Regions from separate parts of the Anas platyrhynchos genome. Here region 1 is linked to region 2. Evidence: chromatin contacts called from public Hi-C data. All regions are on one chromosome and are shown on one strand. Each heading gives the region's core, a stretch centred on a gene start, on an enhancer-like site or on the middle of the called end of the contact. The rest is flanking DNA. Distances are from core to core; before and after follow the strand shown. Region 1 holds the start of SOX4 (SRY-box transcription factor 4). Region 2 overlaps CDKAL1 (CDKAL1 threonylcarbamoyladenosine tRNA methylthiotransferase).

Region 1 (3,407 bases), core at 585-3,084, 550 kb after region 2:
CCGGGGAAGCCCTCAGGAAATGGAGGGACGTTTCTCCTCCTTTCAAGTTGTTAAAAAGCGGCGGAATTTGGCCCGTGATCCTGAAAGTGCGTTTCAGGTGGGAGCTGGAGGCTCCCGGTGTGTCCCCACGCTGAAAAGCTGGGGAGCCTGCAGGGGCTTTTTCGGTTCAGTCAGAGGATTAGGGGTGGAAGCAATTAGCTACAAGGAGACGGCCAAGAAATCCTAACAAAGTGCTTTAACAGAGTTTCATGTCGTGTCCTTGCCATTCCTTCATTAAGGAGTTCTAAATGGTGAGTTTGCAGATGTGGGAAGCTTTTGGGAACCAGCACACCCCTGTCCATCCCGCACACACACACAGTGCTCGAACCACGGTGACACCGCGCGTGGTGGCTGCTCCCACCGAAGCCACACTGAGTTTAAAGCCACGCTTAATGTACCTGGGGGTCATCCTGCTGGGGGCATCGAGACCTTACACACCATAACACAGCTAATGGAAATGTTCTCTGCAGGTCTTTGTTTCCACACCTCTGCCCACTAGTTCTTAGTTCTGCTTTAACCTGTCTGGAAGAATATCTTGCACGCTGTGTGGTTTAAGCAAATGCACGTTTCTGTGCCCAATGAGGGCTGAAATCCCTCCCTTTAGATGCCCTTGCTGACAGGTGGAGCAGCCAGAAGCTGGGGACTTCTTCCAGGCCCAGCTTGTCAGGCTGCTGCACGTGAATGTAAATACACACGAGTGTAAATAACCTCCTGACACCACGGGCACTGCTGTCCATGCGAGCCGCTGGGCTGTGGTGCAACAGTTTGCGTGTCAGCTCTGGGGCTGGGGGGAAGAGCAGCGAACGATTTGCCTCTCACAAAGCCCAGAGGTGTGAAACTCACCAATGTCACCGGGTGTCCTCAGGGAAGCCAGAAGGCAACATTTTACCCAATGCCTAGCAGGAAGCGCTAGGTATCGATTTTGCAAGCAAAGCGCTAATTTAGAGGTACCTCAGGAAGCATTTCCAGTAATGCAGGTGACCTGGGTGGCGTGTCAGGCACTCAGGACTTCCCTAAACCCTTGGCGGCCATGCAATGGTGTAAGTCCAGTGTGGCACCTTAATATTCAAGGCTTGCTCTCAAACCAGCTGGAAATGCTGCTCAGGTGTGCTATCATACATTTTCTTGCAGAAATGTGTAACATATATGTAATATATATGCAGTATATATGTGGTGTGTATGTAGTATATATGTGGCATGTATGTGGTATATATGCAACATACATGTGATATGCATGCAATATATAAACAAATATGTGACGTGCAACGTACAGAGCACCTAAAACTTTCAGCCACCCCACAGCGTGCTCTCCCTCTGCCTCAAAAAGCGATTTGGACCGGTGCTGCGTGCAGCAACCACCACCAACAAACAAACCGCCGAGACTGCCGTGCCGGGGCCGCCGTCCCGGCGAGCGGCGCTTGCAACCCCTGGGGAGCAAGGCGGCCTCACCCCCCCCACACCCCCCCGCTGCCGTGCATGGGGTGTGGGTGCAGGGTGCACGCCCCCGCAGGGCCGCTGCAAGGCCGCGCGGTGCTGCTGCTGCTGCTGCTGCTGCTGCTGGCGGCAGCGGCGGGCGCGGGGCGCGGGGCGGGCACGTGCGGGCGGGGCGGGGCGGGGCGGGGCGGGGCGGGGCGCGCGGCACCGCCCCGCCGCGATGAGGTCAGCGCCGCCGCTTCCCATTGCACGCCGCCCTCCCTGCTGCGCCGCGCCGGCGGCCAATGGGCGGCCGCCGGGCGGCGCTTGGCACGCGGGCGCGTTGGATACAGCGCGCCATTGGCCGCGGCGCGGGCCGCGAAAGGATAAAGCGGCGCGGGGCGGGCGCGGGCGCCGCTCTCAGCTGCAGCCGGAGCAGCGCGCGCGGGGCGGGAGGGGCGCGCGCGAGCGAGCGAGAGAGCGCGGGGGGCGGCTCCGCGGGGCTCCGCGCGCGCGGACGGGAGCGGAGCAGCGCAAAGCGGAGCGGAGCAAAAAGGAGCGCGGAGCAAAGCGGAGCAAAAAGCAGAGCGGAGCAAAGCAGCAGCAAGCAGCAGCGAGCAGCAGCAGCGGAGGACGGGGCTCGGCGCCCGGCTGGCCGCTCTTCCTGCCGGGACGTACACCTTCGTGCTTTTTTCTTTTTCTTTTTTTTTTTTTCCGTGCCTTTTTTTTTAATTATTGCTAATTTTTGATTTTATTCTTATTATTTTTTTTTTAATTTTCTTCTGAGGTTTTTCTTTTCCCTCGCCACGGCCACGTTCTGCTTGCACGAGCCGCCCGCCGCCGCCACGGGTGCCGCAGCCGGCGCTCTCGGGGGCTCGCCGCCTCCCCCCTGAAGCGGCCGGGGGCAGGCGGACGGCACCCGGCCACTGGAGCAGCCGCCGCGGGCAGAGGCGGGGGGGCGAGCCTCGAGGTGGTGAGGAAAGAAAAAGCAAAAAAAAAAAAAAAAAAGAAAAAAAAATCAGACCGACACCCCCCCCGCCCCCTCCAAAAAAAAAAAAAAAAAAAAAGCCAGAAACAGACCAAAGCAAAAAAAAAAAAAACTAAAAGCACCCTAAGAGAAACAAACAGCCTCCCCGAGCCGCTGCCGTCGCCGCCCGGAGGGGGAGAGCCGGTGTGGACGTGCGAGCGCTGCCGGCAGCGGGGCCGCGGCCGCGGGGGGCTGCTCCGGGCCGGGGCCGCCGTGAGAAGCTGCGCGCCCTGCCCCGCGCCCCGGCGGCGCCCAGCCCCGGGCGGCCCCCCGGCGCCGCCATGGTGCAGCAGAGCGGCACGGCGGAGAACACGGAGGCGCTGCTGGCCGCCGAGACGTCCGAGTCCGGGGCCGGTCTGGAGCTGGGCATCGCCTCGTCGCCGACGCCGGGCTCCACCGCCTCGACGGGCGGCAAGGCGGACGACCCGAGCTGGTGCAAGACGCCCAGCGGGCACATCAAGCGGCCGATGAACGCCTTCATGGTGTGGTCGCAGATCGAGCGGAGGAAGATCATGGAGCAGTCGCCCGACATGCACAACGCCGAGATCTCCAAGCGCCTGGGCAAGCGCTGGAAGCTGCTCAAGGACAGCGACAAGATCCCCTTCATCCGGGAGGCGGAGCGGCTGCGCCTCAAGCACATGGCGGACTACCCCGACTACAAGTACCGGCCCAGGAAGAAGGTGAAGTCGGGCAACAGCGCGGCCAAGCCCGGCGACAAGGCGGACAAGGCCGGGGGGGGCGGCGGGACGGGCGGCGGCGGCGGCGGGGGCCCCGTCGGGCCGGCGGCCGCGGCCAAGCCCGCCCCGAAGAAGGGCGGCGGCGGCGGCCCCAAGCCCCCCCCGTCGGGCGGCCGGCCCCACGGCAAGGCGGCGGCGGGGGCCGCCAAGGCCGCCCCGTTCCCCGGGGAGCCGCCGGCCGCGCTGCTGCC
Region 2 (3,449 bases), core at 763-3,262:
ACTGCACGGCGTCCCTGGGCAGCCCATTCCAGTGTTGACCACCCTTTCTGTGAATGTGCAATCTAACCCTCCACCCCTGGCGCAACCTGAGACTGATTGTTTCCTCATGTCCTATTGCTTGTAACCTGAGAAAGGTGACCAACATGCTCCTTGCTGAAATCTTCTTTCAGGCAGTGATAGAGAATGACAAGGTCTCCCCTCAGCCCCCTCTTCTCCAGACTAAACAGCTCCAGTTCCCTCAGCCTCTCCTCAATAATCTTGTCTTCTAGCCCCTTCACCAACTTCAGTGCTCTTCTCTGAATGTGCTTGGGCAAGTCAATACCCTTCTTGTAGTGAGGAGCCCAAAAGTGATGGAGACTTGTGGGTTGCAAGACGGGCTGGAGACAAGTGGAAACTATTTAAACAGATTTGAGATACGAATTGCGTGGTTTTTTTTCCCTCATTGATAGGAGCAAATAAAGTCCTTCTTTCTCTTTATTTTTTTTTCTGTGTAATGGAGCCTTGTATTTCCCTATTGGCTGTTCATTGAAAAGTAGGGTAATATTTGTGTAAGCCTGGATGGATGTTTCTAAAGTTTCCAGGTGTACCAAATGAGTCCAGTGACCAAGGAAACAAGTAAAGGCGCATATAGATGTTTCTTCTCTCAAAGTCCCATCCTTGGGGTGTATCTGCTGCTGTCTTAGTTCATCTGTGCTATTTGTGTATACATTTTTCTGTGATACAGCATGTCTCCACAGGTCCAATTGGCATAAGCTGCACCTCCGAGTGAAGAAAGCATACCTGAAAACACTATCACTCAGAGTAACAATAGGGAGGTAACTTGTGAACTGTCCCAGTGCAATCAGGAAGGCTTCTGGAAATGTGATATGACTGATTGCCTGGCTGAAGTGCCTCTACACCAATGCACACAGCATGGGAAACAAGCAGGAGTTGGAAACACAATTCGACAAATATGACCTGATTGCTATCACGGAAATGTGGTGGAATAGATCAGATAATTGGAATACTGGAATAGAGGGCTACAAATGCTTCAGAAGAGATGGACAGGGAAGAAAGGGAGGTCGTGTTGCCCTCCATGTTATGGAAGGGTTTGGCTGTGAAGAGGTGCCTCTGAGAAATAGCCATGGACAGGTTGAGAGCTTGTGGGTGAGAGTTCAAGACCACACCAATAAAAGACAGCTTGTGGTTGGGGTTTACTACAGGCCTCCTGATCAAGGGGAGTCAGTGGATGAAGCATTCTTGCTAAATTGGCCAGCAGGGGAGGGAGGTGGTTGTGCCCCTCTGCTCTGTCCTCGTGAGGCCCCATCTGGAGCGCTGCATCCAGGTTTGGGGCCCCCAGCACAAGAAGGATGTGGGGCTGTTAGAACGGGTCCAGAGGAGGGCCACGAAGATGCTCAGAGGGCTGGAGCACCTCTCCTGTGAAGAAAGGCTGAGGGAGCCGGGGGTGTTCAGCCTGCAGAAGAGAGGACTCCAGGGTGACCTCACTGTGGCCTTTTAGTGCTTGAAGAAGACTTAAAAAAAAAAAAGATGGAGAGTGACTCTTTGCTCAATCAGATAATGACAGGACAAGGGGGGATGGTTTTAAACTAAAAGTGGGAAGATTTAAATTAGATTTTAGGTGGAAATTATTTCCTCAGAGGTGGTGAGGCACTGGCACAGGTTGCCCAGAGAAGCTGTGGATGCCCCATCCCTGGAGGGGCTCAAGGCCAGGCTGGGTGGGGCCTTGGGCAACCTGGTCTAGCGGGTGGCATCCCTGCCCCGTGGCAGGGGGGTTGGAACTGGGTGGTCTTTAAGGCCCCTTCCAACCCAAGCCATTCTATGGTTCTATGAAGTTCAGGCATATAATTTTTACCTAAATGCTTTACTGTTGTACAGTAGCCAACAATAATTAGGATATCATAACGCACGATGTAGTTTACAAACTGCAAGTTTGGTATTTGTGTATATCCAAATACAAAAGCTCTAAACCTTTTGAGATATGGCTTAGTGCTATACCACTAGGAGCCAAGAGGTGGCAGCATTGGATAAATAGTACAGAGCTGGGGCACTGCTCTTAGTTTCTGTATTTTGGTAGCACTTGATGTTTTTATGAGTTAAGTTGGACTGTTAGCGTTTTAATTACTGTTGATCTGTATTACTGATTTAAACTAAGGGTATTGGATTATTCAAATTTAAAGTGCAGTTCTGTGCATTTAGTTAAGCCTGCTCTAACTTGTTTGCTATCAATATTCTGACCTTTCTGTGGTAACTTCACTATTGAATGTTAGGAAGGTCTGTCTAGTTTTTGTACCTCTAGTTTATTTGAGAGTTACTGCTTGTTAGTTTAAGTTAGGCTTAGACTTGGTCTCAGTTCCCTTTCCAAGGTGTCTGTGTTATGGGTTTGAGATTTGTGAAGTACCTTAATGGCAAAATCCACCTTTTTGAGGAACTCTTTCATTTGGAAGCTCCTTTCTGCTTTGTTTGATATAGGGAGATTGGCTTAATTTATATAAAGGCCCCTGTTTGAAAAATTAATTAAAGATTTTGCTTATAATGATCAACCTAACCCTCTAATTATTTTCATTAAGGGATGATTTTAACTTTTGTTTTATTTTAATAATATTATGTCATCTGTCTTAGAGCATCACAATAAGACACTGAAAATGGTAGGGACTGCTAAACAAATGCTATCTGTTGAAATGTACAACTACAGCTTAAGTAAAACCTTGAGTTTAGCTAACAGGGCAAAAGCAGGTGGTATTCAGGTTGGCGATTAGGAAATATGTTGCAGCTTATTAACAATAGCATTTGAGGTAGATGGTAACTATTGTCATTAGTGCAGTGCTGTCCTCTGTTTCAAAAATATGTTGCATTTGTTAAGGCAAATTCTAAACAATGTATAGGATCTGATTTATTTATTTATTTTAAATGAGAGTGCTGCTTGTTGTGAATTAACATCTTAAGTCAAATGTGTCTGAGGCCTAGCTAAATACTTAGCTTGTGAGTTTTGTTATAATTCAGTTGGGGTAAGTGCAAATATATTTTATTTGCCATGGGTGAAATTCAGGAATTTCTGGATTGTATAGATTTTCTTTTCTTCCCCACTGAGTTTTTTTTTTTTATTATTTTATATATATATATATAATCTCCTATCGTGAATTATGTTTAAAATAGTGGAGAATAGCAAGCTGGCCAAGAGCAACCTCTTGCTTTCACAAGTTGGGAGCTTTTCCAGATGTGTACTGGAAAGTGCCCAGGTTTGCAGGGAGGGTGATCTGTGCTAGTGGAATTGCATTGTGCCACAATGGTCTGAAGCTGGAACAGATTCTTGTACTATTTGTATCCTCCTTGTGGAAGATACAGAATAATCATTGCATCTTCAGTCCTCTTCTTTCCTGTGGCATTTCTCAGAAGCTTATTTTGAAATGAAACAAGGTATATGTAGGCTCTTAATCTGTTGCAGAAACTCA

What was found. Hi-C and Micro-C count contacts between places; a contact is called where the count stands out from the background.
Region 1: a contact with region 2 is called in a Hi-C map of subcutaneous adipose tissue, with 4 times the contacts expected there. The contact joins the promoter of SOX4 here to the enhancer-like site in region 2. A contact is called at or near these places in 2 of 8 Hi-C or Micro-C datasets (small yellow follicle and subcutaneous adipose tissue).

The regions. Positions count from the first base shown.
Region 1 is chr2:109,800,338-109,803,744 of IASCAAS_PekinDuck_T2T, forward strand. SOX4 (SRY-box transcription factor 4) reads left to right here and starts at 1,835. Exons shown (of 1, transcript XM_027451211.3): 1 at 1,835-3,407. The coding sequence starts at 2,761.
Region 2 is chr2:109,247,234-109,250,682 of IASCAAS_PekinDuck_T2T, forward strand. All of the region lies in intron 4 of CDKAL1 (CDKAL1 threonylcarbamoyladenosine tRNA methylthiotransferase), which reads left to right. Among named protein-coding and RNA genes, the nearest start is that of CDKAL1, 17 kb to the left of the region's middle. Within about 2 kb of position 2,013, at least 1 of the 8 cell types and tissues checked has an H3K27ac peak or open chromatin away from gene starts, as enhancers often do. A contact at or near this core is called in subcutaneous adipose tissue, where this site is marked.